Linked DNA regions of Mus musculus: all the other regions are linked to region 4. Evidence: chromatin contacts called from public promoter capture Hi-C and targeted proximity ligation data. All regions are on one chromosome and are shown on one strand. The core of a region is the stretch at or near the end of the contact, and the rest is flanking DNA. Distances in the headings are between cores, read along the strand shown. Region 1 holds the start of Ahnak (AHNAK nucleoprotein (desmoyokin)). Region 2 holds the start of Stx3 (syntaxin 3). Region 3 holds the start of Tmem179b (transmembrane protein 179B). Region 4 holds the start of Vps37c (vacuolar protein sorting 37C).

Region 1 (6,622 bases), core at 2,317-4,816, 1.7 Mb before region 4:
GGCTGGCTTAGAACTATATAATCTAGGCTGGCCTGGAACTTGGTGATCCTCCTGCCTCACTCCATTGAGCACTTAGATTCGCAGTCATGGAACCAGCATCACACCTGTCTGAAAACTTGAAAACAACCCCTTCCTCTGGGCTGATTAGGAAACTTCATGTCTGGTTCCAATTGCACGATCATGATCTTCAAGGATTTTAAGGATGGACGTTATCCTTTCTCTGTTCTCTTAGCCTAGACTTGGACAGGAGCCAGTTCCCAGACCATGCCCTGACCAGGCAATCTTGACATCCTTAACCCTGAATGAAGCGTCTGGACAGAAATCCCTGTTCTGTAGCTCCAAAAGCCAGCCATGTCCTCCTGCCTTCTTCCCTGTTGACCAAGAGGGTGGCCAGAACAAACACTGGGGCAGATACAATTGGCTCAGAGCCCAGGAAGCTGTCCCTCTTGGAGATGCAGAGTGCGGCAAAGTTGAGGTGCCTGGTGCCCGCATCTCTTCATTTCCTTCTTACTCTCCTGTGCCAGCCTCCTTCCTCTAACACTCCTGCCTGGAATGCACCTTGCAGATACCCTGTGTCTTTGGGCTTGCATCACATCATAGTCACCTTCCTGAAAGCCTAGGAATAAATCAATTTCCACTTGAACATGCATCAGGAAACTTGTTCTTTCAAAAAATAAAATGAAGACCCCATCCCCCACCCCATGCACAAAGTTCCCACACCCCACACACAAAGTTTCTCTGTGTTAGCATCAGCTGTCCCGGACTCACTCTGTAGACCAGGCTGTCCTCAAACTTAGAGAGCCTCTTGCCTCTGCCACCTACTCTGTTGGTAATTGATTAACTGGTGACTTTTGGGGGGAGAGTGGGTAGAGAAAAAGGGAGAAATTTACATTTTTTTGAGACAAGGCATTATGTAGTCCAGGCTTACTTTAAACTCTTATGTAGCCAAGGTCACAGATGACCCTGACTCCTAGGTGTCTCGGTCAGACAGCCTCAGAGTGATAACCACACTAGGCAGAAGTTTGCTTTTTATGGTTCTGCCTCTCTATAGTGCTTAAATTTCAAGGACCGGGATGAAGCTCAATTGTACAGTGTTCATTTTTCACATAAGAGAAATTCCTATTACTCATACAAAACACCTACCAAATGCCCTGACCCATTACGGAGGCATTGATTTAATGTCAACAGGGATTACCTAGCTAGTAGGATTGCAGAGTACTTCATTTTATTCTTGGTCTATATTTAAGAGGTGAAATAAACGCTATTTATGTGTAGACAGGGTCTTACTATGTAGCCCAGGCTGGCCTCAAATTCAAAGTTTGCCAATCATTGCCTCTTGAGTGCTGAGATTAAAGGTATGTATCACCATTTCTGGCTCAATAAGTGTATGAGTACCCATCTAAAATGAATAAAATAAAATGTCCTCTTTTTTTTTTTTTTTTTTTCGAGATGGTTTCTCTGTATAGTCCTGGCTGTCCTGGAACTCACTCTGTAGACCAGGCTGGCCTTGAACTCAGAAATCTGCCTGCCTCTGCCTCCCCAGTTCTGAGATTAAAGGCGTGCGCCACCATGCCCCGTGAAATAAAATGTCTTGATATGGTGAAGACTTGTAATCTCAGCATTTGAGAGGCTAAGGCAGAATTGTTGTCATTTGAGGACAACCAAACCTATATCGTGAATTCCAGAACAGCCTGGGTTACACTGTAAGACCCTGGTTCAGTAAATCAGGACTGTGGGCTAGGGGATGACTTGTTCAGGTAGTTGCCACCAAACCTCATGACCTCTTTGATCCCAGTGGAAAGAGAGAAGAGACCCTCACAAGTCCCATGGCCTCCACATGATCATGCACACTAAGTAAAAGGAAAAAAAAAACATGACTGGCTCTTGAGTTTTATTTTTTGAAATGTGTTTTGGCCTGATCCTCACTTGGTATCTCTGGGTGGCCTGGAACTTACTGAGTTCACCGTAGGGAGTGTGCTGGGAAGGGAGTAGATTTGGAGGGGGGGGGCTGTTAAGCCAATTGACAGTGTGTTTGTGATGTCTAGTGGGTTTGAGGAGGGGCAGAGAAAGAGAGAGAGAGAGAGAGAGAGAGAGAGAGAGGAATGTTAGTAGCCAAGTCTCTGCTTTGCCTGTCTTTACATGTCCATGCCTGTCTGAATTTCTACCTACATTTCTCTCCACCCTGGTGTGTCCATTACATCTGTGTCTGTTCTCTGTCACTCCCTTCTGTTGTCTCCCTCCCCCCATCGCCTGTACCCTGTGTGGTAACTGGACCTGGACACAGCCCCCAGGGCTGGCAGCAGACTTGGCTGATATTTTTAGCCTGCAAACATGTTTGCCATTTCAGAGGACAGGGCAGGGCTGGTCTCAGCCCCAGCCCACTCATGATCTTGGAGCGAAGGTGCTCCTGCCTCAGGCCAAGGTCTCAGTTCTCCAGCTTGAGGCCTCTTGGGGCATTTGGGAAGGAAGGGAAACTGGAGTGGGCAGCTGGGTAGCCACCTGCCAGAGAGGGTAGAACTCAATAGGGAAGGAGAAAAAGGGAGGTGCGGAGGGGGGATGCAGCCAGAACATCTCTGCAACCCCATCATTAAGCATTTAATAAAATCCACATAGAGTTAGAAGTGGCTGTGGGAAATGGCTGTAAATTGGGGAGCGGAGCAACTTGCAAATGGAAATATGGGGGAGGAGCTGTGAGAGGCGCAGAAGGCCTGGGAATGCAAAGAAAGTGCTGGATCTTGGGTTCCTCAAGCTTACTGGGGCATAGTGGTTCATGCCTTTAGTCCCAGGGTGGCAGAGGCAGGGGAATCTGTAAGGCTGTCAGTTCTAGCCAGTTCTGTGATGGCCGGGCTACACAGTCTGTGCTCCCTCCCCCAAATAAAATACCCAAAAGGCATGGGGGACAGAGTTTACAGGAGAGAGTGAGTTGTTCCATGGTGCGTCCAACAGCTGCAGGCCTGACTGGTGTCGCTGCAATGAAGAACAGCACCGTGGTGTGGTGCATAGGTGACTCCATTCCTAGGGGTCGGATCTAAGTCTTAGAGTCAGTGTGTTTTGTAGAAGAGGAGAGAGCCTGAAGGCGAGGAACGGGGCGAGGCTGCAAGAAGCCTGGGAACTGGGAGAGGAGGCTGGGGCCTGGGATTAATGTATCTGAGCTTGAGAGAAAGCTCAAAGGTCTGTGTGGAGGCTGGAGGTCGAGGTTGAATCATCTGAGCTTCTTGGCTCTTCTGCAGACTAGGTTGACTCTGGATTCCGACTGTGAATCTGTGCCCCTGCGTGCTTCCAGGAATTTCTTGCCGGTGAACACACACACACTGTTTAAAATGGGGTGGGAAGATCCAGAGCCGGGACAGGAGCAATAGATGGGATAGGGGAGGGGAAAAGGCGACGCCTCCTCGTCCCTGAGCCCCCTCAACCTTCTCCCTTCACCGGCCCATTCCAGGGTGGCTTCAGTGTTAGTCGTGCTCTCGGGTCCTTGCCCTATTCGGGCCCCGCCCGGCCCCGCCCTCTCCCCACAGCTCCGGGCAGACCCGCCCGAGTTACAAGAGCCGCCTCCGCGCACGGGGGCCCGGCCACTTGGAGCAGCTCTGCCGCGGGGACTGCACTGTCCGCCCTGCCAGACCCGCCCCGACTGGGGCTCGCCGTCGCCAGCAGTCAGCACTGCGACCTCGGGCCCTTCGCCGGCTATGGCTGCGTCCTGGGGCTGAGCCCGCAGGTAGGGAAGCGGAGCGCTGGGCGGTAAGGTGTGGGGCCAGGGTTCGGGCGACCAGGGGAGAGAGGGACTCGGACAAGGTGCATTTGCGGTAGTGTCACTACGAGGGTTCCGACTGTTGGGAGCAAACCTGGCCGCTTGCGGCCGCCGGGGCAGGCGACGCGTCACGCTTCGGGAGTAAAGCTCTTTCTCCGGAGTTGGGGCCAAGTTTAACTAAGTTAGAAAATCGCTTCGAAGTGTGCTTTGCTGCGCTTTTAGTTTTTTCCCGCGGATGTATTGTCGTTCCAACTGCAGTGCAGGGCGTTCCTGATCTGGTGGTCCCTGACCGATTCCATCTCTTTGGGGCGGCGGCTCAGAGCGCTACTTGGTTCCTATACCATGTTTACTGGAGAAGTTTCCAAGAGCCCCATCGCCCCTCCCGCGCCCCTGCACCGCGTGCCCCCTCTGCTGTCTTTCGCGGCTCCCCACACCTCCATCTCGAACTTCGCGTCCGGATTCCCCTCGGCCCCACCCTGCTCTGTACCACCAGCCTCTCCCTTTCTGGCTCCTAGCGGCGACTTTAACAGCTCCCCTTCAACTGCCCCGCCCTAGTCTTGCCCCTCTGTGTTTCCAGATCCAGAAAACTCCCTTCTTTCTCCAGGGCGTCGGAGCCTGGAAGTTTGCAGCGTGCCTCCCTGTGGGATGGGTGGGAGTGGGAGGGGGGGTGGGGGACATAATTAGGGAGATTCCTGCGCTGGGTGGGCGGGGAGGGGGCTGTGCAATCGACACAGTCCCCAGAACCTCCCTTGCTCCTTCTAGGGGCGGTGCTTTCTCCCCACCCCACCCCACTCCCAAACTCGTCCGGGCGGGATGGCCCCCGCCCCAGCGCCTGGCTGGATTCCAGCAGCCTGAGGAATGTAGTGGTTGGAGCCGGTGACTAATTCAAACCAGAATTCGGGGGTGGGGGTGGGGGTGAGGGGCAAAGCGGAGGGGGAAAGAGGCCGTGTGTAGGCGGTGGGGGCCGGAGCGCAGGGCGTAGGTGAAGGACTTCCCTGCTCTCCTTTGGAACCCTTCACTTTTGCAGTGCGCGCCAGCGGAGAGGGCGGGGGGCAAGATCCTACTGTGGGGTTGGAAAGGCAACATGCTTAGGGTGTGTGCAGAGAGCTGTGTTATGTAAGGCTTTCCCATGCAGGGAGGGGATGTGCAGTGTGCGGGAGCCTGGGCCTCCTCTGGCTGGAGCCCCTTTCAGTGCCGAGGCAGATTTGGGGGACGCAGAACCTTGGTGGCGTTGGGTTGACATCAGGGCTAGCTGTACATGGCGATGAGCACTGAAGACTCTTGGGGTGACCCGGGGATATCCTACAAGTCAAATGGAGTGGAGCCTTGACAACGTAGTGTCCCTGGTATGTGTGTGTGTGTGTGTGTGTGTGTGTGTGTGTGTGTGTGTGTGCTTGCCTGCTCACTCTATTGTCACTTCTGCACAATGTGACCACAGAAGATTGTGCGCATGATGTCTGGGTTGGCACCCTGGTTTGGCAGGGTGTGGCCCTAGGCTGTCTCTGAGGACACACGTGTCCAGGGGTACTTGTCTCAATGTCCCTGTTCTGTGGAGGGGATTTGCAGAAAAGCTTCTGGAGGTAGTTGGGGGGATGGGGGTGGGGGATCCTTGGAAAGTGACCTGGAATTCCCAGGAGAAAAAGGACTCCCAACAAATGGTTTTGAAACAGTTTGCCCTTAAACTTTAGCAATGGCAGGAACCATCTTACTGTACCTAACGTATACTAGATGGGATGAATTCACAAGATCCAATGATTCATGTCCTCATATCAATGATACTGTCCTCATAGGTGACTGGGAGAGGGGAGGGCACACAGGAAGATGCTATGGGCAATGTGGGCAATGTTTAGGGCCTCTCCCCACACTGAGAATGGCTTAGGTGAGTAGAACTGTTTTGGTCCTGCCCTATTAGGGAAGTCTCTGGGGGTAGGGTGGGTCTCTTTTCCTTTTCCCAAGCTGAATGAACTAGTAGCTTCCTTTTCTTGAAAAACTATGGGGGTGTGGGGGAGGGCAGGCCTGTATCTGGTCTGTAGAGTGTGCAGATTGTGCAGTAGAAGGGAACCCCTCATTTAAGGGCCACTTCCTCGGCCTGAGCTGAGTTATGGGGCAAGGGGAGTGTGGGAAAGGAACTGGGAACAAGGGAGCTGATCTAGTAAAGGACTGGAGGGGGGCGTAGGGATGACATCTGGAAGATGTCTGAACTCCTTTCTAAAGCTCTTGTCCCTAAGAGATTATGCAAAGGGACATTGTGAAGAGAACCAGGACATTCAGAGAGACAGGCACGTGAGTCATCCAAGACTTAGTGCTAATGGTTTGGAAGTCAGCAGTGATACCCTGAGGGTCTTGGCCTAGCACTCCACAGCTCCAAGTCCAGAAAAGGACAAGAGAGAGAAAGAGTAGACCGGGGAGCTCACTTCAGGCCTAGAGAGGCTCTGCTTAGAGGTTCAGAGCCCTACAGGCCTTACGCTCCACTTGGAACTGTCTGTCGGGTTCTGGCAGAGCACACCACTCTGAGCCTGAGGAGCTGGTTTGAGGGGTTGGGGTAAAGCTGTGGGAGTGGAGGATGTGTTGGGCACTGGGGTGTGGTCACTACCTTTTTCAGAACTTGGGAACTGCCTGGAGACAGACAAGAGAAGCAAACTGGGAGAGCTAGTCCGACTTCTGAAGGGATCTTTGCCTGGACACCCCCAAGTTTCTCTCCTTGGGGCTGGGCTGACCACGTGCTTATATTCACTTGGGTTAGAGGAAGGGAGGTGGCTGCCAATTTAGAATGTGCAATACACCTGGGCCCCTTCAGGCTTCAGCCAGGGCTCCCAGGAACTTGCAATTCCTTGAGTTGACCATTGGATCATCTGGCCGGCTTCCAAAGCCTTCTTG
Region 2 (6,676 bases), core at 2,621-5,120, 1.1 Mb after region 4:
GTCTCCTTGCCTACCTCTCATGGTAGAGGAATCTATTCAGCTGGCCTGCCCAATCCTTGAGCAGCTAATTACATTTGTTTAAAAAAAAAAAAAAAAAAAAAAAGATACTTTCTTAAAGATTTCTGATTTCTACCCCATGTCTTCCCCTCCTGCCTACTCACAGTGAAACTTACCTGAAGCACATGACACAGCCCCCAGCTATCTGAAGAGAGCTATCACCCTCTCTCCCCTGGGTTTAGAAAGACATTGCATAGGCTTCTCAATGGGAAATGTATTGCAAGCAGGTTAGCAAATCTTTCTTGTAGATAACAGGAATCAGAAACAGATCATACCCTATCTTGTTACCAAAGAAAAAGGTGGTCGCTGGGGTAAAGGACAGTGTAGAGGAAGGGGATGACACAACACAGTATGGTTGGTAAGGCACACATACCTCAGTGTTCTTCACAGAAACCATTAATAATGGCAGAAGCACAGTCTGAGACCAACCGCGTTTTCTATTTTACAAAGGCAGCATCAAGGAGCTTGGAGGCGAGTGTACCTACTACTGATGCTTTGCTACATGGTCATGCTGTCAGACTGCCTTCTAAGTATTTATGTTCATGGCTACAGATTAGGGCTGCCCTCAACCTTAATCAGAGGACCTTCTATGGACAATGGGCAGCAGCCCACGCAAAGACTCCTAACTACTCAGTGTTGAAAATGAGCAGCAGTTGGGTGTTCAGCCCTAGATGGGCTATTTATGCTATTACCATCCAGACTCCTGAGCTATGGTGAAGAGAAGGCAGAAAGGACTGAAGAGCCAGAGGATGGGGAAAACGCTGTGAGAGGCTGTCTTCAGGACACAACATGGCTGTAGCACACAGAAGTTGTGACTGCCGGCACAAAATCTAGCCACGTGACATTCCATCACAGATTGAGGGCTCATGAGGCTCCCTCCACCCCTAAGTGAGGAGCCATTGGCAGTCGCCGGCTTCTAGGGAAAGGGGGAATCATTTTTCTTCCTTCTGGAGTGTGTCCCCTTGGCAGGCCACCCATGCTCTGGTAGACAGCCCCATACTGATTTGCATGCAGGCATCCTTTACTGGACTCAATTGATTATGTAAAATTTTTAAAGAGAAAAGGAAAGAGAAGACATGAAGGTACAAGACTGTTAGATGTACGGGAGGTTATCTGAGGATAGAGGAGGGAGGATTTGGGTCAGTTATCAAGATACATTGTATCCGTGAATGAAATTGTCAATAAATAAGTAAGAATAATCAAGAAGAAGCAGTGGCTGAGGCAGCAGCAGCACAGAGGTGAAGTTGCAAAAGGATCCCGGCTACTAAGTGTCAGGGCCTCAATTAGAGAAGCCTTTGAACTTCAACCCCATCCTCTCTGCATCGCACTGCTCCAAAAGGACAGCGACCTCCCTGTGGTTTTAGAACACTACCATAAATATAGCACCAGCTAGCACCTCACTTGCATTAGCCCTGATTTACAGAGGCTAACCCTGCAGGGCTGAGAGGCAAAGGAACGTGTTCCGGTTCCCTAGAAAAATGCCTTGTTCTTGGAACTCAAAGCTCACTTAAGATTACTTTGTTGACAACCAACTACTGAAAAGAGCCAGGGAGTATCTTAGTCTCAAAATAGATTCCCTGACTAAGTAAAGGGAGCGGCCTCTGACTGCTGTTCAGCTCTGAACTCTTTTTGACAAGGGGCATCCCTGCCATCCAGGTTATCCCAACTACAAAAGAGCACCAAGTAAAGTTTGCCCCTCAGTTAACCAGGATGCCCTGAGGCTCAAATGTGAAAAAGCAACTTTGGGGCAGAGGCTGGCTCCCACAATAAGCAACTGTCTCTTCCTTCTCTCATTTCTCCATCTCCCAAACCTATTCTACAGCCCAGGACCCAGAGCATGCAAACAGGGTGAGGAAGATCTCATCCCTGCAAGGGAGGAGAAAGTAAAACAATTACAACACCAACATTTCTATTTCAAAACAAAAAAAGCCAAAAAAAAAAAAAACATTAAGTTATTAGCATAAGTCCTAGGCGCCATACAAAGGGCTCTCCTGCAGCTCACTTGCTTTTAGCTTGCATACCTACTCATTTTACAGATAACAAAACTTAAGCTTGGAGTTTAAAGGGTAACCAGTAAGCAGTAGGGCCAGGGCAAAGCCCCAGTGCTAATGCAGACTAATACTTCCCTACTGTAAGGAGCTCATTAATCACCTGGGAAGACTCGGTGAGACCTTCACCAGGTCTAGTCTGAGATCTGAGCTGATGCGCGCTTCTAGGCTAGCTAGGAGGCAGACTCCACTGTGAGTTTCCAGGGCTGCACTGTTATATCCCATTAAGTGGCAGCCTGTATCACCGGGTGGGTTCCTAAAGTTTCACACTCGCCCTGCTCCATAGAATGTGCTCAGTAACTTACTAAATGAATCTATACCTCCAAAAATTGATGCTTCAGCACTTCCCTATATCAATCCCATTATGTCATTCAACCTTCATAACAGACCTATAAGGAAGGAAGATTCTCCCTTGACCGACAAGGAAATAGGCTCAAAAGAGTAAGTGACCTAAGCTTTTCAGCTTTTGTGCGGCAGACGACCACAGCTGTCTCCGGGGGTACAAGACAAAATAATTACAGACCACTGAATGGGAAGAGGGGTGCCATCTCAGCACCTAACAGGCTCACCGCTCCGGAAGTCACCCGGAACTCTCAACTACTCCGGGGATGGAGTAGCCCTGCCCGGTGCTCCGGGAGGGAAATAGAAAGGAGAGGAGGCCGGTTTGGGGCACAGTGCCAGGCGGCAGAAGACAGCTGGTGAGGTGAGCCCCCTGACTTCTCCATTAGCCCCGCTGATTTCAAGTCCCCGAGTGGGTCCAGCTCTGGAGGAACCCTGTCCAGCTTTGGGGGAGAAGGGGTAAGAGGGTTACGGGCGTCCAGGGAAATCGCAGCTAGGTGATGAATCACCGAGCACATGACCCTGCAGGGGAGGGGAGGGTGCAAAGCTCCGCGGGATGAGGCGGGGGCTTGGGCGGAGGGAGGCCTAGCGCGCAGAGCACCCCTGCGGCCTGGGTTAGGGGAACTAGGAGAAGCCCCTCTCCCACGCCACTTATCCTGATGACCGATCCCCGCAGCCCGGGGCCCGCCTGATCCCCCAAGCGCCGCGGACTCACGGCCTTCAGCTGCTCCAGCCGGTCCTTCATCCTGGCCCAGGTGAGGGCGGCGGGCGCCTTGTCTCAGGTGAGCGCGTCCCAAGTGAGCGGCCTGGAGCGGCGGCGGCTGCCGGCCGGGGCGAGAGAGCTGCTAGAGCGGGCGGAGGCGGGCGGCGGCCGCTCTCGAGGAGGAGCGTCCGAGGCCACCGAGGTCCGCCGCGCCGCCCCCTCCGGCCCCCGCCGGCGCCGCGCTCCAAATCCGGCTACGAGACCGCGCCGGCTCAGGGCTCGCCCGCCCCTGGGCCCGCCCCATACCTGGGCCGCTCCCCGAGCTCCTGCTTAAAGGGCCAGCGCGCTCCAGCGCCGGAAGCATTCCGGGCACACCTTCCCATGCCCCTCGAAAGGCAGAAACAAAAAAAAAAAAAAAAAAAGGCGGGGGTGGTCTGTCTGGCTTCGATTCCGTATTTTCCGCACTGTTCTTATTGTTCGGCCCTCTGCGGACTCCTCAGGTTGAAGACAAGCTGGTTCCTGCTCCCTTTGATGAGGGAAAACGTTCCGATGATGCTCAAGAGATATTCCGCCTTAAAGAAGGGACCTGTTGGGTATAAAATCTGTGCGGTTCGGGCTCAGAGACTTGTTCCCGTAGGGCGTAACTGCAGATGAGATGCCCTGGATCGGGCTGCGGCGAGGAATTTGGGGATTATGATGCTAGTGGTTGTGGGGCCTCTCGAAGTCGTGTAGGCGGTCCAGTCACCTTTTACTAACAATTTGAATAACTTGAGGGAATCTAGGAGAGTCCGTTTCCATAGCTATATAAATCAGAGGCTGCTTAGCAATTTTCTGCTTAGCCTGTACGAGAAAAGAAGCAACTGACTTTTAACTACCGGGCAGAGTTGTAGGATAAAGACGTTTGTTTGATTTGGAAAACTTAAGCCCACCTCTCTCCTCCTTGCTGTCAAGAGCCCTGGGATTTGAAGAATTTTTAGAAAAGTGTGGTTCTTCTCACTGCCCTTCCTCTTCAACGGTGCCCCTATTCCCTTCCCCTCCGTATTTGATTTGGGGATAACAAATGGCGTATCGACCAGAGTAGTGGTCAACAATTGGCGCTAGTGAAGACTTGGTCTCAAGTTCGAGAAGTATCCTCGACTTTGTGTTCAATCTTAAAGGCCATAGATACTTTCTAATTATAACCGGACTTTACCCTCTGCGATGTGCACGCTCCTACTGACTTCCTCCGCTGCCATAAAGGTAGTCAAGTAAGGCAGGGCTTGAGCTGTTAGAGCCAACTATGCGGTAATCAACTCTAATCCTCTATCTGACCTCCGGCTCCTGTCCTGACGCTGGCCCAGCGAGGACTGCGAAAGTTTCCACGCCCCCTGGTGGTCGTAACCCTACAGCTAGGGCTTGAACACCCCCACCCCAGCCCAGCAAACACTTGGAAAACCTTCCGCCACCGAGCTCATTCTCTAGCATCAGCCCTTAGGTTTTCTCCTTTCAGACAGAATCTCCCTGAATTGCCCAGGCAAGCTTTGAACTTGCCATTCTCCTGTTTCAACCTCTCCAGTAAGAGGGGTTACAGTGAAAAACTCTCGAAGTGTGGACGTCTGAAATCTGGACAGAAGTGAGGAAGGAGGATGGATTCATTTTGAAGCAAGAACAAAGGATTCCAGTTAAGACGCGATTGATTTTAGGCTGCAAAAAACGGCCCTGCAGTAAAGAACACTGACTGGAGGACCTGGGTTCAATTCCCAGCATCCACATGGTGACACACAGTTCCAGGGGATGCAACGCCCTCTTCTGGGCTCTGCAGAGGTTACACACATGTGGTATACAGACATAATGCAGGCAAAAACATTCATACAAGTAAAAAAAAAATTTTTTTAAGTCCCAGCAAATTATTTTAAAGGATATAATTGATTTCAACAGGGAAAAAATTGTGACTCTCATGCAAATATAAAATGAATATATTTTAATGTTTTAGCTTATTAGTGAAGCAACCAGTAAGAGGTTAAACTCATTCAGATCCACAGACAAACAGCAGGAAGGCTGGCATGAATAGGTTACTTGATGCAAAACTAGCTCTGGGGATGGGAGAAGAAACCGTGCTTCTCCTGTACACTAAGTCCTTATAATCTCCATGAATAGAAGCACTCTGCTTACTACCGATATCTAATTTACATAGCTGGACAATAGCTGTGATACAATGAAAGTCACAGACTATTATAGAATCAGAAAGGTGCATTAGATAAGGCCACCATAGGATACATAGCATGGAACAGCTTTTTGTTAGTGGTCACTGGTCATTTTAATTTGCTCAGTTTTTCTGTATACTCCCAAGGTAGTACCTTCCATGACTGAATGGTACCAGCTCTGTTAAAAAGTTATTATACAGAACAAGTTTTCTTCCCTATTACTTCTTGCCTTAATCCAGACACTTAAAAAAAAAAAAAAAAACATAAGTCAGAGCTTAAGAGATAGCTCAGTCAGTAAAGTGCTTCCTCCACAAATATGAGGACCGGAGTTCAATTCCCAGAACTTATAATAATAATAATAATAATAATAATGATAATAATAATAATAATCAAACACAGTGGCACATACTGGTAATTCCAGAACTGGGAAAGTAGAAACAGTGGATCCCTGAGATTTACCAGCCAGATCTACCTAGCTGTGAGCGCCAGGCCAGTGAAAGACATTGTCTCAAAAAACAATGAATGGCAGGGGGCGGGGAGGAGGGACAAACCTAAGGTGTTTCTAAAATTGGATGTCTTGAATTCCACCACCCTTAGAATATTCATTCTATTCTTAGAATTGAGGGAATCTACCCAACACATAGCACTAAGTACATATACTTAAAAGAAATTGGAGACATCTCAAACTAATTACGTAGCAGCACATCTAAAAACTCTAGAACAAAAAAAGAGAGAAAGAAAGAGAAAGAAAGAAAAAAGAAAAGAAAAGAAATTACACCCAAAGGGGGTACATGTTAATAAATAATCGAACTCGGGGCTGAAACAAATACAATACAATACAGAGAATCAATGAAACAAAAGTTGGTTCTTTGAAAAAAAATCAATAAGATTGATAAACTCTTATCCAAATTTAAAAAAAAAGGCAGAGAGTATTCAAATAAACAAAATTTGACATGAAAAGGGGGACATAACAACAGACACTGAGGAAATGCACTCCACCAAATTGGAAAATGTAAAAGAAATGATTAATTTCCTCAATAGATGCCACTCACCAAACTCAAATCAAGATCAGATGAGCAACTAAAACAAAGCTATTACCCTCGTGAAAATGAAGCAGTAATTAAAGTCTCTAAACCAAAAAATGCCCAAGGCCAAATGGTTTGAGTACAGAATCCTACCACACTTTGAAAAAATAGTTAAGCCACTCCTCTTCAAATCATTCCACAAAATAGAAACAGAAACATTGCCCAGTTCATTGAGGCCACCGTTACCAATAAAGACATACAAAGAAAGAGAATTGCATTCCAATTTCTTTATAAACATAGATGCAAAAATTCTCAATAAAA
Region 3 (6,260 bases), core at 2,241-4,740, 1.9 Mb before region 4:
AAGTCCCGCCCCGGAGACGGAAGTGCGCCGCCATGGTGGCGTCTGTGCCGCTGCGGAATGTCAGCCACCTTTTGTCTGTGCTGCGGTCCCAAAATGTGCCCCGGTATTTGCAAAATGGCGTCCCACGGGATGTGCTGCTCTTCCGGCACGAGCGGGGCCGCTTCTTTGCCATCCTTGGACTGTTTTGTGCGGGTCAGGGCATCTTCTGGACCTCCCTGGCTGTTGCAGCCTTGTCCAGACCTCTGAGCCGAGTACCTGCGGAGGCTCCGAACCGGAGCTACCAGGACCTGCGCTCCGCACTCTGGCGCTACGGGCTGGCTGTTGGTTGCGGCACGATGGGTAAGCGCTTGGGCTCCAGATTGCTGTGGGGCTGTGAGCACAACGCTCACTTAGCAAAAAGGGGCTTCCAAAAAAGTAAGTGGGACACACGATATGGGTGCGGTGTAATAAAGTCCCTGAATGCCTTGCACCCTCACCCTGCATACAGTAGGCCAAGATCTGCCCCTCATACTAGCCACGAGCAGGTTTTTGAAGCCACAAATGCATTTTCTCCGTTTAACAATAGAGCTGGCTATCTATAAAAATGTCGATGGGGTGGGGGACGTGGCTCAGTTTGGTTTCTAAGACTGCTTGCCTAGTATGCATGAGGTCTAGGGTTTAGAACCCAACACTGCCTAACATATATGATGGCATCCAGATGTAATCTGGATTTGGACAGAAGATCACAAATTAAAAGTTATTGAACATATAGCAAGCTTGCAGCCAGCATGGAATAATAGACCCTGTCTGTTTTTTCAAGACACGGTTTCTCAGCTCTGGCTGCCCTGGAACTCACTCTGTAGACCAGGCTGGGTCAGAGATTCAACTGTTTCTGCCTCCCTAGTGATTGCGTGCACCACCACTGCCTAGCTACCTTTCTTAAAAAAAAAAAAAAAAAAAAGGATTTAGGAACCTTTTAGAGTTTTAGAGTGTAATTGCTCAAAACTGTTACTTCCATTACAGTAATTTGACTCTAAGGGGTGGGGGTGGGGGTGTCTGTATAACCTTTTACCCCACTTTGCCTCCCTGCAGGAGTCTTGGTCCTTGGTGCTGGTCTCCTCTACTCACTCCGATCTGTGCGGTCTGTCATGCTCCTTGCAGGAGGGCAGCAGGTGACATTGACCACCTATGCCCCCTTTGGCTTGGGTACCTGTTTCACAGTTCCCTTGAACCAGATTTCCTGCATGGCTCACAGAGGTGAAGTTCCTGCTATGCTGCCTCTGAAAGTCAAAGGCCGGCGCTTCTACTTCCTTTTGGACAAAGCTGGACACTTTCCCAACACTCAACTCTTTGATAACACTGTGGGTGCCTACCGGAGCCTGTGAAAAATGGCTTACCCTTCTCAGACGATGCAAAACCCTTAGGGATGAGGAGACTACCAGGACAATAAAAAGGTGCCCAGAATTCACTAACAGCCAATAAATCTCTTCCAAAAGGCTTGATACATGCCTACTTAAGCCATCATTCTGTCCTCTCTCTCATCTATTTAACATCAAGAAATCCATGCCATGATGAAGAAAAGTAATATATTATTTTGGTACAAAAAAGTTTAAGGAGAAAACTGAGGTTTCTAATATAAACAGGGCTGTACAGAGACAAGAGGATTAAAAGCACTGGGGCATGGAGGTTCTGGTTGTAGAAAGCACTTGAGTATTCTTCAGGAGTGAGACTGGTGGTGCCCAACAAGAGCATCTGTCTCAGAGCTCCACTCTTGGTCACCCCTCTCTTGGGGCTGGTATGATGTGGCTTTAAACTTGCACTGCATGGCCTGGAGCAGCAAAGCCAGACACCACAATATCAGATTCACCCAAGAAGAGGTCTGTGAAAGAGAACAGGAGTATGAGGTGGGAAGCCGGCTCCAATCCAGTCCTACCCACACAACATTGATCAGACTAAGGTGACAAGCCCCATAGCTACTTTGAGCTTGTGAATGAAGTACAGCCAAGCACATATTACATGGTGAACACGCTTAAGCTACAGTTGCTTAATCTTAGCGTATCCCTGTGTCTCACTTCAGCAGTATGTAGGTTGGAGTAAAACTGCACAGCAGTTCCTGAAGGTGTCCATGAGGTTTTCTGGGCTTCAGAGCAGCTGTGAAACAAGGTTAAAGAAACAAGTTGTGAGAAGGGGCGGGGAGGAGACGGACATGCTCTAAGCACATCTGTGTCCTCAGAGATAAGGGCCAGAGGAAGGGGATAAAGTAGGAACTTAAATGACTGACATGTCCCCTACAGAAGGACAGTCCCTGTCAGGCTTCCCTCCCTCTCCCGTTACCTAATTGTAAGGTTCAAGGAGATGATGGAATTGCAGAAAGAATTGGTGCCAAATCGAAGTATACAGGCAGACACTAAGATCAGGAAGATGGCTGTAGCTGAGATGGCCAAAGCAATTCGGAGCCCTATAGAACCTCTGAGAAAGAGAAAACAAGCTTGGTGGCCGAGGTGGGACTCATCTCAACCTCGGCCCTTTGTCATCAGTAGGGCAATCACCTGTGGGAGTCTTCGATGCAGCTGCTGTAGACCCAGAAGAAGAGAAGCAGAAGGCAGTAGAGTGCCAAGATGCCTGAAGCCCCAGCCACGAAGTAGCAGAGGGAAGGGGCTGAGGGACCTAACAAGGCCAGAGAGGAGCCATTGAGTGCAGCCACACCATACAAGGGACAGTTACCACCAAAGGAGCCCTGTGGAGAGAAGCTGTTAAGTCCATTTCAGTTCAGTACCCGAGATGTAGGTTTCTGTCATATGTAAGGACTAGTTCACAAGTTGAGATGAACGGGGAGACTGATGGATCTGCTGGGAACAAAATCTCAGGGCCCAGAAGGATCCGAATTCAAAAGGCTATAAATATAAGGAACCTAAGGGAAATCACAAGTTTGCCCTTCTCTGTGAGTAGGAGTTCTAAGTAAACGCTGACTTTGTGTGTCCCTTAACAATAAACTCTACTAATCTGTAAAAGTAGGTGTTTTAGACTCCTATAGTGATTCAAAGTATTCTATCACCAAAACTACCCAGCAGTAGGCAAGACTCAAATGTACACAGTTGTATGTTTCCTCACTTCACATACTTTGTTAACAATCACGATTTCTCTGCTACACTGTTTTTTTTTTTTTTCCACAAATGTTCCTATTACTGGGTGGATGCAGAGACGGCCTGTGTGTCTCAAAACCCTAGTAGCTTATGAAGCTCGACTGGAAGCTTGTCCAGTTCCTCTGGAGAGGAAACAACTTTGGAACGTTCTAACCCCAGGTCCAGTGTAGTCACCCTGTCCAACCCCCTACGCAAGCCTGCTGGACCCCAAGGCCAGCCCGCCCCCGCAGCCGCACCTGGGTCCGGGTCAGCGTCGCGGCCGCCAAAGCCCCGCACAGGAAGGCGGCAGTGAAGAGCAAGAGCTCAACTCGCTGCAACCAGGGCAGCGCCATGGCGCCCAGGCTACCAGGAAGACAACCACCCAAGCCCCGCCCACGAGCATAGACACGTCACTTCCGGGTGTGGCTTTATTCTCCGAGGCGCCGCAACCTCACAGCGGCAGGTACAGCGAGTAGTCGGAGAGCGCCCAGCGGCGGGCCGGGCGGCCGGTACGGCCGATCATGGGCAGCTTCTGCACGTAGCGGGACGCGGGGCTGGGCCCATATGGGGCAGGAAAGGCAGTTTGAAAGAGGCGCCCGCGGCAGCGCCGCCCGGCCTGACGCCCTGCGATTATAAACCGGAAGTGTGGGGCGCCACGGGGCGCGAAGCGGCTCTTCTGGAAGACGTCTCGCGTTCCCGCGCCGGGGCCCTGCTGACGAGGAGCACCCCGCGCCCGGTGTACGCGCGGTAGCGGCCTGCTCTCCGAGGCGGCGGTGGCGGTGGCGAGAGTCCCACCGCACGGGCTTTCGTCACCCTGAGGGCTGACCACGGCGCTGGCAGTCAGCTGCGGCATTTTCCGCACCGAATCCGGGGCAGCCGCAGGCTCCTTCTTGTCTCCGGGTGGTCGCGGGGCCGTGGGAGCAGGCTGGCCAGTGCCAAAGCGAGTGGCCAAGCTGTCACCAAAGAAGGAGTATAGCTCACGGTAGATGTCTGCCAGGGTCAAGGAAGAAGGGTCCTCTGGTCCCGCAACCCCTGATGGTGGCGGGAGACCAGACCCAAAACCTGTTTCGGAGCTGCCCCCGGGGGGAGATTCTTGTAGGAGAAGGCTGTCCCAAGGCAGGTCCTCCGCAGGACGGTACCCTCTCCCGCCAAGGCCACCGCGGTTGGGCTCTGCTGCCTGAGCTTTCATCTTCAATAGTCGTTCTACGGCCACCTGTAAACAGAGAGCTAAGAGGAACCTGGGCCCAAGAGCCATGGCAAAGTAAATCTGCTAAGCTCCTGCAGGAAAGAGAAGGTGGGACTGCTAACTCACCAGAATGGCTCCATACACTTTGTGCCCGTCCGCTTTGACCTGGGCATTAGATACGGAATAGTCATCCAGCACAGCCTGCAAGTTTGTCCAGTAAGTGGGCAGATGTGGGTAGAGGACTCGCTCCACTGCCTGGAATGCAAAGGACTGCAGTCAAGCAACCTTGTTCCAAATGCCCTCTTCAGTGCCCTTTCCCACAAAAGATCCACTCAATTTTTGACAGGGCTCAGTCCTCTATTTCCTTATTGACATATCCCACGTCTCTGGGATCTATTGTATGCATAAGCTTTTGGTAAGCATAAGGGATCAAAACATACAAATACATGCAATATTAAAAAGCCCCATTACTGGCATTTACTCTGAGCTATTTAGGCATAATTAAATCATTAAGACACAGAAATTGTTTGCAGACTGCTAGTAAATACAATCAGTAAGGAAGTGGTGTACTTGTTAGAGAAATGAGAGCTGAGTTTAGACCACACACATAAAAACAATACTGGGAGCCCAGACTGGGCCTTGAATTCATGAGAATTCCCTTTCTTTCATTTCCCAAACTGGGATTATACAGGCAGTGTACTACTACACATGACTTTGTAAAGTTTTAAATGGTGTAATCATCTGGGGGCAAAACATGCTTAACAAAGACAATGACATTAGAGATGGGCTTTGACATATAAGGTAGACTTGGATCACTCATCCAGAGCATAAACATTTGACAATGCTGACCAAACTCCTGGGGAAAATGCTGAAAGAAATAGGGATTATATTTTATGGAAGACATCAGAACATCCTGCTAGAATTTATAGATATTACTATACACTCAGAAAAGCTATCTTAGCAGCAGCCATCCTCCAGATGATTGTTCCAGAGTCAATACATGCCGGGCTTCCTCCAAGCTATGAGACAATCAAAAAAGGTGACTGAACTCGGGGAACTCCTCAACAACTCAGCTGTTGTGAGGACCACTGTGATCAACACACCCAGTTCTGTGTCTGACCATGTGGTCTGGTCCCTGTTCAATGCACTCTTCAATGCTGCTGCCTGGGCTTCATTGCCTATGCCTACTCTGTGAAGTCCAGGGACAGGAAGATGGTGGGCGAGATGACTGGAGACCAGGCCAAGTGCCTGAATCTTCAGCATCCTTATGGTTATTATCATTATTATCATTATTTCCTCTACCACCTCTGTGGCAGTCTTTCATTTTTACAAAGAATGCCACATTCTAGATTCTAGCTGCCCTGTGTTCCACTATCCACATCTGGCCCTCCCCTTAGGCTGAGGCCTTGACCCTTTACCCTATGCATGCAAATGTTACCTTCACAGATCAGTTCACAGCAGATTCAATAAAGTACACTTGGTGGAAAAAAGCAAAGCAAAGCTATCTTAACAGTAAATGAGGTAGACTTTGAGAATGAGGTAGCCTGTAACTCTAGCATTCAGGAGCTTGAGTCCAAGTTTGAGGCCAGCCTGGGCTTCACTTTTAAGTCCCTGTTTTTGTTTTTGTTTTTAAAAAACCAAGCATGGTGGCTCAAGCCTTTAATCCCAACAATGAAGGGTAGGGAGTTAGGGGCTAAGGAAAGTTTCTCTGTGTAACCCTGGCTATCCTGGAATTCACTCTGTAGGATAGGACAGCCTCAAAACTCAGAGATCTGCCTGCTTCTGCTGGGATTAAGGTCGTAAGGCAAAACACTTTTGGTTTGGTTTTTTGGGGGGGGCGGGGGGGGGATGATTTTGGTTTGTCTCTTTTATTTCTAGATGCTTTTTCTCACTCCTTCTTTAAAACCTCTCCCCACCTTATGGCTGACTATCCCTCGCCTGTTTAGCTCAAATGGCATGGCTTTTTTTCTTCT
Region 4 (6,229 bases), core at 1,630-4,129:
GGTGGGGCCATCACTGAGTGCCACATGGTCACACTGGGGAAGATTAGACAAGAGTGTTTGCACTCTCCCTAGTTCTATTGTGTGCACCTTCCAGGAAAACCAGAGAGGGCAACAAAAGCAAACCAAGAGGGCAGAGCCATTGTTATAGGTAGACATCGAGATATGTAGCTTATCCATGTGGCCTGGGCCCAGAGTAAGCTTGGCTTTGTTGACAGCCCTGGCCACCCTACCCGGATCACAGACAGCCATTCACTCTGAGCCCAGGAATCAAGTATGAAGGAGGCCTTGAGATCACAGTGGTAATGGGGTACAGAGGTCCCCTGGGTGAGTGTTGTACTCAAGTACAGAAGGGAGACTAAAGATGGGCAAGCAGGCATTAATCCCCCTCACTGGGGTGTCCTTTCAATTATGAGTTCTTCTTTGAGATATTTTAGTTTTATTATTTTTAAGTGTGTGTGTGTGTCTATGCAGAGGCCAGAAAAGAGGGGCATCAGATCCTCTGGATCTGGAGTTTCAGGAGGTTGTGGGTTACCTGACCTGGGTGCTAAGAACTAAGCTTGGGTTCCCTTTGAGAGAAATACAAATGCTTAACTTCTGAGCCATCTCTCTAGCCCCATCATGGAGTATCTTGAAGGAGGATGAGTTCTGGGTCTCTCCTTGGCATTACACACGGGGAACTGAGTGCTAGGAAACAGAAGGGACTTGGCCAAAGACAGTGTGGTTTAGTGGTACAGCATGAACTAGGACTTGGAACTGGAGAGTCCCAGGTTGGGTCCTGACAAAGTGTCTTCCAGGTCTGAGGTCTAGTCTAGTAGCTGGGAGTGGCCAGCTGAAGATTTGAAAGAATAGCTATGTGGCCTTCTGGCCCAGCCTGTGGCTCCAACTAGTGCTGGGGCTGCTTTGGGGATTCTATGAAGCCAAGTCAAGGCATCTTTCCTAGTGCCCCCTCTCACACGAGACCTTTTCCTGCCACTGCTCTCCCTCCCTCCTGTTATGCTCCAAGTCTGGCTATTCAAAAGGTCTACCACCAGTGCTTGGCACTGACAGACCCCGTGTTTGGTCTGCAGCAGACTTCTGTCAATTTCTCGGGTTTTGGTTGTTTGGGCTCTAGCTTTAGAAGTTCCCAGCACCTGCATATAATGATGCACAAAATGGAGTCTGCTTGTCAGCTCAAAATTAAAAACAAACAAACAAAAAACCCAAAAAACCCAACTCACACAGCATAAGAGAAAGGACAAAAACATTCAGGTTCACTGGCCTGGCCGGCTCTCCCAACCATGGAGAAATGGTGTCAAGCAGGCTTTCTGGAAGCGGCTGTCAACAGTCCTCACTCTGACTTTGAGTTCTTACAAAATGAAGTATTTGCAAAACAAACAGCATTGAACCCCTATCATGTTGGGTGGCCCCCAAAGGTAGCACCTCAAGCAAGTCACCTGCAGGCACAGCTGTCGTCTGTCCTGATTCCTTTTGTAGTAGCTGTGCTAGAGGTAGGGGAGAGTGTGTGTGTGCAGGGCCTGGGTTGTGTCTCCAGCACAGCATAACACTGTGCACTTGCCAGGTAGAGGTGAGAGCTTACTCTTGACTACTTTGAGAGTTCTAGGACAGCACAGGGGACTTGAGACCTGAGTACCCAGGGACCCCATGAGGTAGTAAAGGGGAGGGAGTTCTGACCAATGGGGACAATGATGATCATTTTAGATCTAGAATATGAAATAGAAAAAGTGGGAGATCTTGATGAAATTCGATGACCCAAAAGAGAAACTTACAAGATGGAAGTCCCCCCTCAAAAATAAATAAATAAATAAATAAATAAAATTGCAACTCTGTTGACTGATTAGAACTTCTTGATTGTGGAAAGCTGGGATGTTACAGGGTCCAATTAACTGATAATTATTGTTATTCTCCTTAATAAATGTTGCTCACTTCTGTGCCTTACCTCATATCAATGTGATTATCGGGTAAACCTTTTGGGATGCACTAACTCAGCAGACCCCAAAGCTAAAATGTAATCAAATAGCACCTCAGACCCAAACAGAGATTTTCCCTAATTTCTCATTACCCACTGGCCTGATGGTCCCAGCAATGTATTTGTAAAATGCCTTGGGGTAGCCTTATTCTGTTACTGTACAGACTTCACAAAAGCACTTTTACATTGGAACATGTTATTTAAGGCAACCTGAACCTGTGTCCCATGTCATGGTCACTCTTTCTTGGCTCTCTCCTTCTCTTTGAGGTGAGATCCATTTTGGGTGGACAGAAGTCAGAGTCAAGTGAAGGTGGAGGCCTCTGACACTGAGCCTGGTATCACTTAGGGCCTTTGGACTTCTCGTTGTATGACCCAGCAATTACCATTTTGAAGAGGCCAATTTGTGCTGGTCTCTGCCACTAGCAACAAAAGTTCTAATGTATAACAAAGGGTGGCAGGGTTTTCTTAGGCTGGAAGCTAATCTAACCACTGCAGCCAAAGTGGAATGGCGTTCACCTCTCAGGGCTGGTTTGTTTCCATCCCTTCCTGAGGCTTGTCACTCTGGGCGAGTGAGGATGGATCAAGTCTGACGCTTACACACTCATCTACAGACGAGTAAGAGCAATCTACGGTCCTGACAAAGGGTGATTTTTTAGGAAAGCTCAGAGCTGTTAGCAGTGTCTGAAGGGGACTCAGGACCGCAGCCATTCTAGTCCTGAGGCCAAACTATAAAAAGGAGTGTGCGCAGCAGGCCGGGGATACCGTGGTGCAATAAGAGCCCATCTGGAGCCTCCCTTTGGAAGTTCCACGCTTGTCTCAGGATATTCAGAGCAAACGAAGGGACGCCTGCAAGTCTGCGCAGGCGTACTCGCAATGGGCGGAGTCCTACGGCGGGGGCGGGGCTAGGGGTGGTGCCTTCCCCCGCGCGGGCGGGGCCGAGTGGCCTTCCGCGGGTGTGGCGCCTGAAGCCACCAGCGTCTGAGTGCAGGTATCGTGGCCACCCCTAGGCCTACAAGGCAGGACACTCGGGGCGCGGCGGAGGGGCAGTGCGGCTCGTTCTCAGCTGGACGCGGGAGTAAGTCACATCCGGTAGAGGCGGGGCTCGTGGATCCCGGAAGTGCGGGCAGCGGCTGATTGCCCGCGGTAGCGGCGGCCCCGGTAGGTGAGCGCCGCTGGGGAAGGTCTCGGGCGGCGGCGGGCAGCGGCCTACCGTGCCGGGGGCGTTGCCGGCGAACTCAGAGATGGGTTTCCTGGCCGAAGCCGGCGATTGGGCGCGATGGGCGCGTGACTCCCCGCGGGCCTGCGCCCCTGCAGTGGGGTGGGAGGGATGGACGGTGGGAGGCTGTCCTCGCCGGTCGCCTCAGCCCCGCCCCCTCCCACCTATCCGCTAACGCCACGCAACCCTTCACCCTCTGTAGGAGTACCTTGTGGCCTTTGTGTCATTAAGAGCCTCTTTGCCCCTTGTACGGATTGGGAAACTGAGGCCTGTGTGTATTCTGACTTGCCCCTGCGATATAGTGGAGTTAGAGGGACTCTGGCCTTTGTCTTGCTGGCCTGTATCATTCCCCAGGTTAGCAATAGGTAAGGGTTCTTCCCCTTTCTTCTGGACCCCGACTTGAACTGTCCAGCATGGCTGAGCCATCCTTACTTCTGGGCCTTCCAGGTGTATGGTCCCAGCATGTGCCTGGTTCTGCTTTGTTTCTCCCCTCACAGCCGTTTAGGGGTGTTCTTTCACTTTTTTTTGGTGGGCCAAGACATTCCCAGAGATGTGTTTGAGTTACTGGTAGAGTGGACTATCATCAGGGTCACATTTCTTGAGTCCAGCCTATACCTTGTCAATCAGATTTGGGCTAGCCACCTTGAGCCAAGAAACTTCACGGATACCAGGGCTCCTTCATCGCTCCCTGCATATTTTCCAGGTGTCTCTACCAATAGCGTGCCACTCCACATTCAGTGACTGTCAGTCCTGCAGCTAGAAATGGTGGTGATAGAGGGACTTAGAAGGGAAAGACTCTTCTTTGCTTGGGGCCCAGGGAGGGCCCTGATCTGGGGATTGTGGAACTGAGGGCTGCTGGGTGAAATGGTGGACTCTGAAATGAGTCTTTGTTCTTGGCAGTCATAGTGCCCAGAAAAAAAAAAAAGCCTTTTTCGTAAGATTGTCTTGGAAATCTGGCCCAGTGCCTTTGTAATTTCCATTAAGTAGAAAACATGATGGAGTGCTTCAGTGGGGCTGTTTTCTGTTGCTGTTTTGCCAAGCAGTAGTTCTGATTGCTTGTGTGGCTGTCCTTGCTGGGTACTGTTTTGGGGGTGTTTTACACTGGTTACTGGATATAGAGAACACCTCTGAGTGACTGGTGACCCGTTTACAGAATTGGCTACTATCAACCAATGAGTGGCTGTTAGATTTTTTTTTTTTAACAAAGCAAATGAGTCTTTAACTCTAATACTGCCTTCCAGACGCCTCAGTTGCCCTAATATGTTGGAGCTTAAGAATTATCTGCGGTCATTCTGGTTGAAAATGCAGAGCCCCCATCTCTGGAGAGTCTTGTGATGTTAGCTGGCTGGCGCCCCAGGAGTTTGTTTTTAACACATACACTGACTGGGTGATTCCGGTCTTAATGCATATTTGTAGATTTGCTGGGCCACTGGAGCTTGAGGTGGTCACTCAAGATTCTTGTTGCCTTTTGCTTATTGCTTTGACATGTGCTAGTGTGCCATTAACAGGACTTTGAGATAAATAGACATATGACTCATTCCTGGACACTTTGGCTCGCAGTAGTGGGGTTTTTCCAGTCTGACCAATGAGGTCATTGAGGACCTGTATTAGAGCAGTTGGATTGCTGTTGTGGGTGGTGGGGGTGGGGCTGGGGGGGGTGGGTTGTGTTAGAAGTTTCCTCTTGGGATCTGGAGTTCCTGAAAGGTTCTGATCTGTCCCTACCCAGCTTGCCCTGTGACGCAGGTTTCAGTAATGGCCACAGCCTTTAGGTTGTTGTGCAGGCTTTGGCAGCATGTTCCACAAATCCCTCCCTCCATTCTCTCCTCTTTATACCTGCTTTCCCTGACTGTCTGGAAGACCTTAGATATCAAACAGGTTTGCCTTGATTGAGCTGGAGTTGACAGGTGAGGCCCTGGGGCTTAGGATGGGCTATAGAAGGGAGTCTCCACTGTGAACTTCAAGGTAACTTCAGCTAGGTAGGCCTCTTCATTGAAGACCTGTGAATATTTTAACTCCCACAGCACAGTATCTCCTCCCCAGGTTCACAAGCGGCTGAAGGAGCAGGCTAGGATTGTCACTTTATTTTTCTGCCCCATAAACAACAACTTTGCATTTAATATCTTTGTGAACAGAGGACTTAATGTGCCAGGTACTTTTCTTGTTGCTGTGGTAGAAATACCTGGACACAATCCATCAAAAGGTGAAGGGGGGTATGTCGGTTCATAGTTCCAGGGCACAAGACCCTTCTGGTAAGGGGCGGTGGTGGCGGGAGCTTGAGGTGGCTGATCAGGAGTGTCCCACCACACCTGACCTACTGCCTGGGATCACACCCAGGGCTTCCCATGTGCTGAATAAGCACTCTACCACCTGAGCCAGGCCTTAATTTAAACTGTTTTAAATTTGCCATGACTTGTGTTGTATCCCAGGATGCTGTGTGTCTTGGCGAATGTTTTAGGGAAACTTCAGGAAAAAAGTGTGTCCTGCGGTTGTGTGGAGTGTTCTATAAATTTCAGTGGTCAAGTCCAGTCTGTAGGGAGTGCTGGCCGCTTGTTTTCTGTGTCCTTACTGACGACTTTCTCTTGTCATCAAGGAGGGCAGTTGCACCTGTCACCAGTCTGTTGAAGCCGAGGGTTCTTTTTCTCTCTTCAGATGGAGTTTGAGAATGAGGCAAGTTTAACTAGCTCCCTTTGTGTCAGCTGCACCCTTCATTCTTAATATTATACCTTTAGGTAAGTGGCTTAGCGCCCAATGCCTTGTGTTACAGCTCTTGCTCAGGGTGTAGGGAGGGACCCTCAGCTCTCAGTATTATCTCTCAGCAGCAGCAACTAACTAGCAGCTCTCCCACAGCTCCAGCTCCCTGGTCTCTTGCCTTTTGTAGTTCCTGTTCTTGCTCTTTACAGCTCTTCACCTTCTGCAGTCTGTTCTCCATGTCTGTCACCTTCCCAGCACTTTCCCAGTCCTTCATCTTTGCACTCAGTCTCTGTTTCTGGTTGTAAGAATCTGGTTGAAAGCTGGCGGCCCTGGGAGTTACCTGTTTTTCACGAAGT

The links. Promoter capture Hi-C pulls out the DNA fragments that hold promoters and counts their contacts. Capture Hi-C pulls out chosen DNA fragments and counts their contacts.
Region 1: a promoter capture Hi-C map of liver shows a contact between it and region 4, with 2.1 times the contacts expected there. A contact is called at or near these places in 2 of 39 promoter capture datasets (embryonic stem cells and liver).
Region 2: a contact with region 4 is called in a targeted proximity ligation map of extraembryonic endoderm stem cells. A contact is called at or near these places in 4 of 39 promoter capture datasets (embryonic stem cells, hippocampal neurons and liver), 1 of 484 Hi-C or Micro-C datasets (embryonic stem cells), 1 of 130 datasets of targeted methods (extraembryonic endoderm stem cells) and 1 of 9 other capture datasets (embryonic stem cells).
Region 3: a contact with region 4 is called in a promoter capture Hi-C map of liver, with 2.8 times the contacts expected there. A contact is called at or near these places in 2 of 39 promoter capture datasets (the 3T3-L1 cell line and HPC-7-derived erythroid cells), 2 of 130 datasets of targeted methods (embryonic forebrain and pancreatic cancer cells) and 1 of 9 other capture datasets (liver).

What each region holds. Positions count from the first base shown.
Region 1 is chr19:8,985,718-8,992,339 of GRCm38.p6, forward strand. Ahnak (AHNAK nucleoprotein (desmoyokin)) reads left to right here and starts at 3,567. Exons shown (of 5, transcript NM_009643.2): 1 at 3,567-3,712.
Region 2 is chr19:11,815,533-11,822,208 of GRCm38.p6, forward strand. Stx3 (syntaxin 3) reads right to left here and starts at 3,871. Exons shown (of 11, transcript NM_152220.2): 1 at 3,160-3,871. The coding sequence starts at 3,189. Gm41810 (a long non-coding RNA gene) reads left to right here and starts at 138. Exons shown (of 2, transcript XR_003952942.1): 1 at 138-2,808; 2 at 3,121-6,676.
Region 3 is chr19:8,770,977-8,777,236 of GRCm38.p6, forward strand. It overlaps Tmem179b (transmembrane protein 179B), which reads right to left and starts at 3,491. Exons shown (of 5, transcript NM_026325.3): 1 at 3,359-3,491; 2 at 2,529-2,716; 3 at 2,314-2,448; 4 at 2,052-2,130; 5 at 1,546-1,858. The coding sequence starts at 3,454. The coding sequence ends at 1,697. Taf6l (TATA-box binding protein associated factor 6 like) reads right to left here. Exons shown (of 12, transcript NM_146092.2): 11 at 4,414-4,542; 12 at 3,378-4,314. The coding sequence ends at 3,553. It overlaps Tmem223 (transmembrane protein 223), which reads left to right and starts at 20. Exons shown (of 2, transcript NM_025791.1): 1 at 20-339; 2 at 1,072-1,499. The coding sequence starts at 33. The coding sequence ends at 1,364. It also overlaps the pseudogene Gm2518.
Region 4 is chr19:10,685,856-10,692,084 of GRCm38.p6, forward strand. It overlaps Vps37c (vacuolar protein sorting 37C), which reads left to right and starts at 2,880. Exons shown (of 5, transcript NM_181403.3): 1 at 2,880-3,124.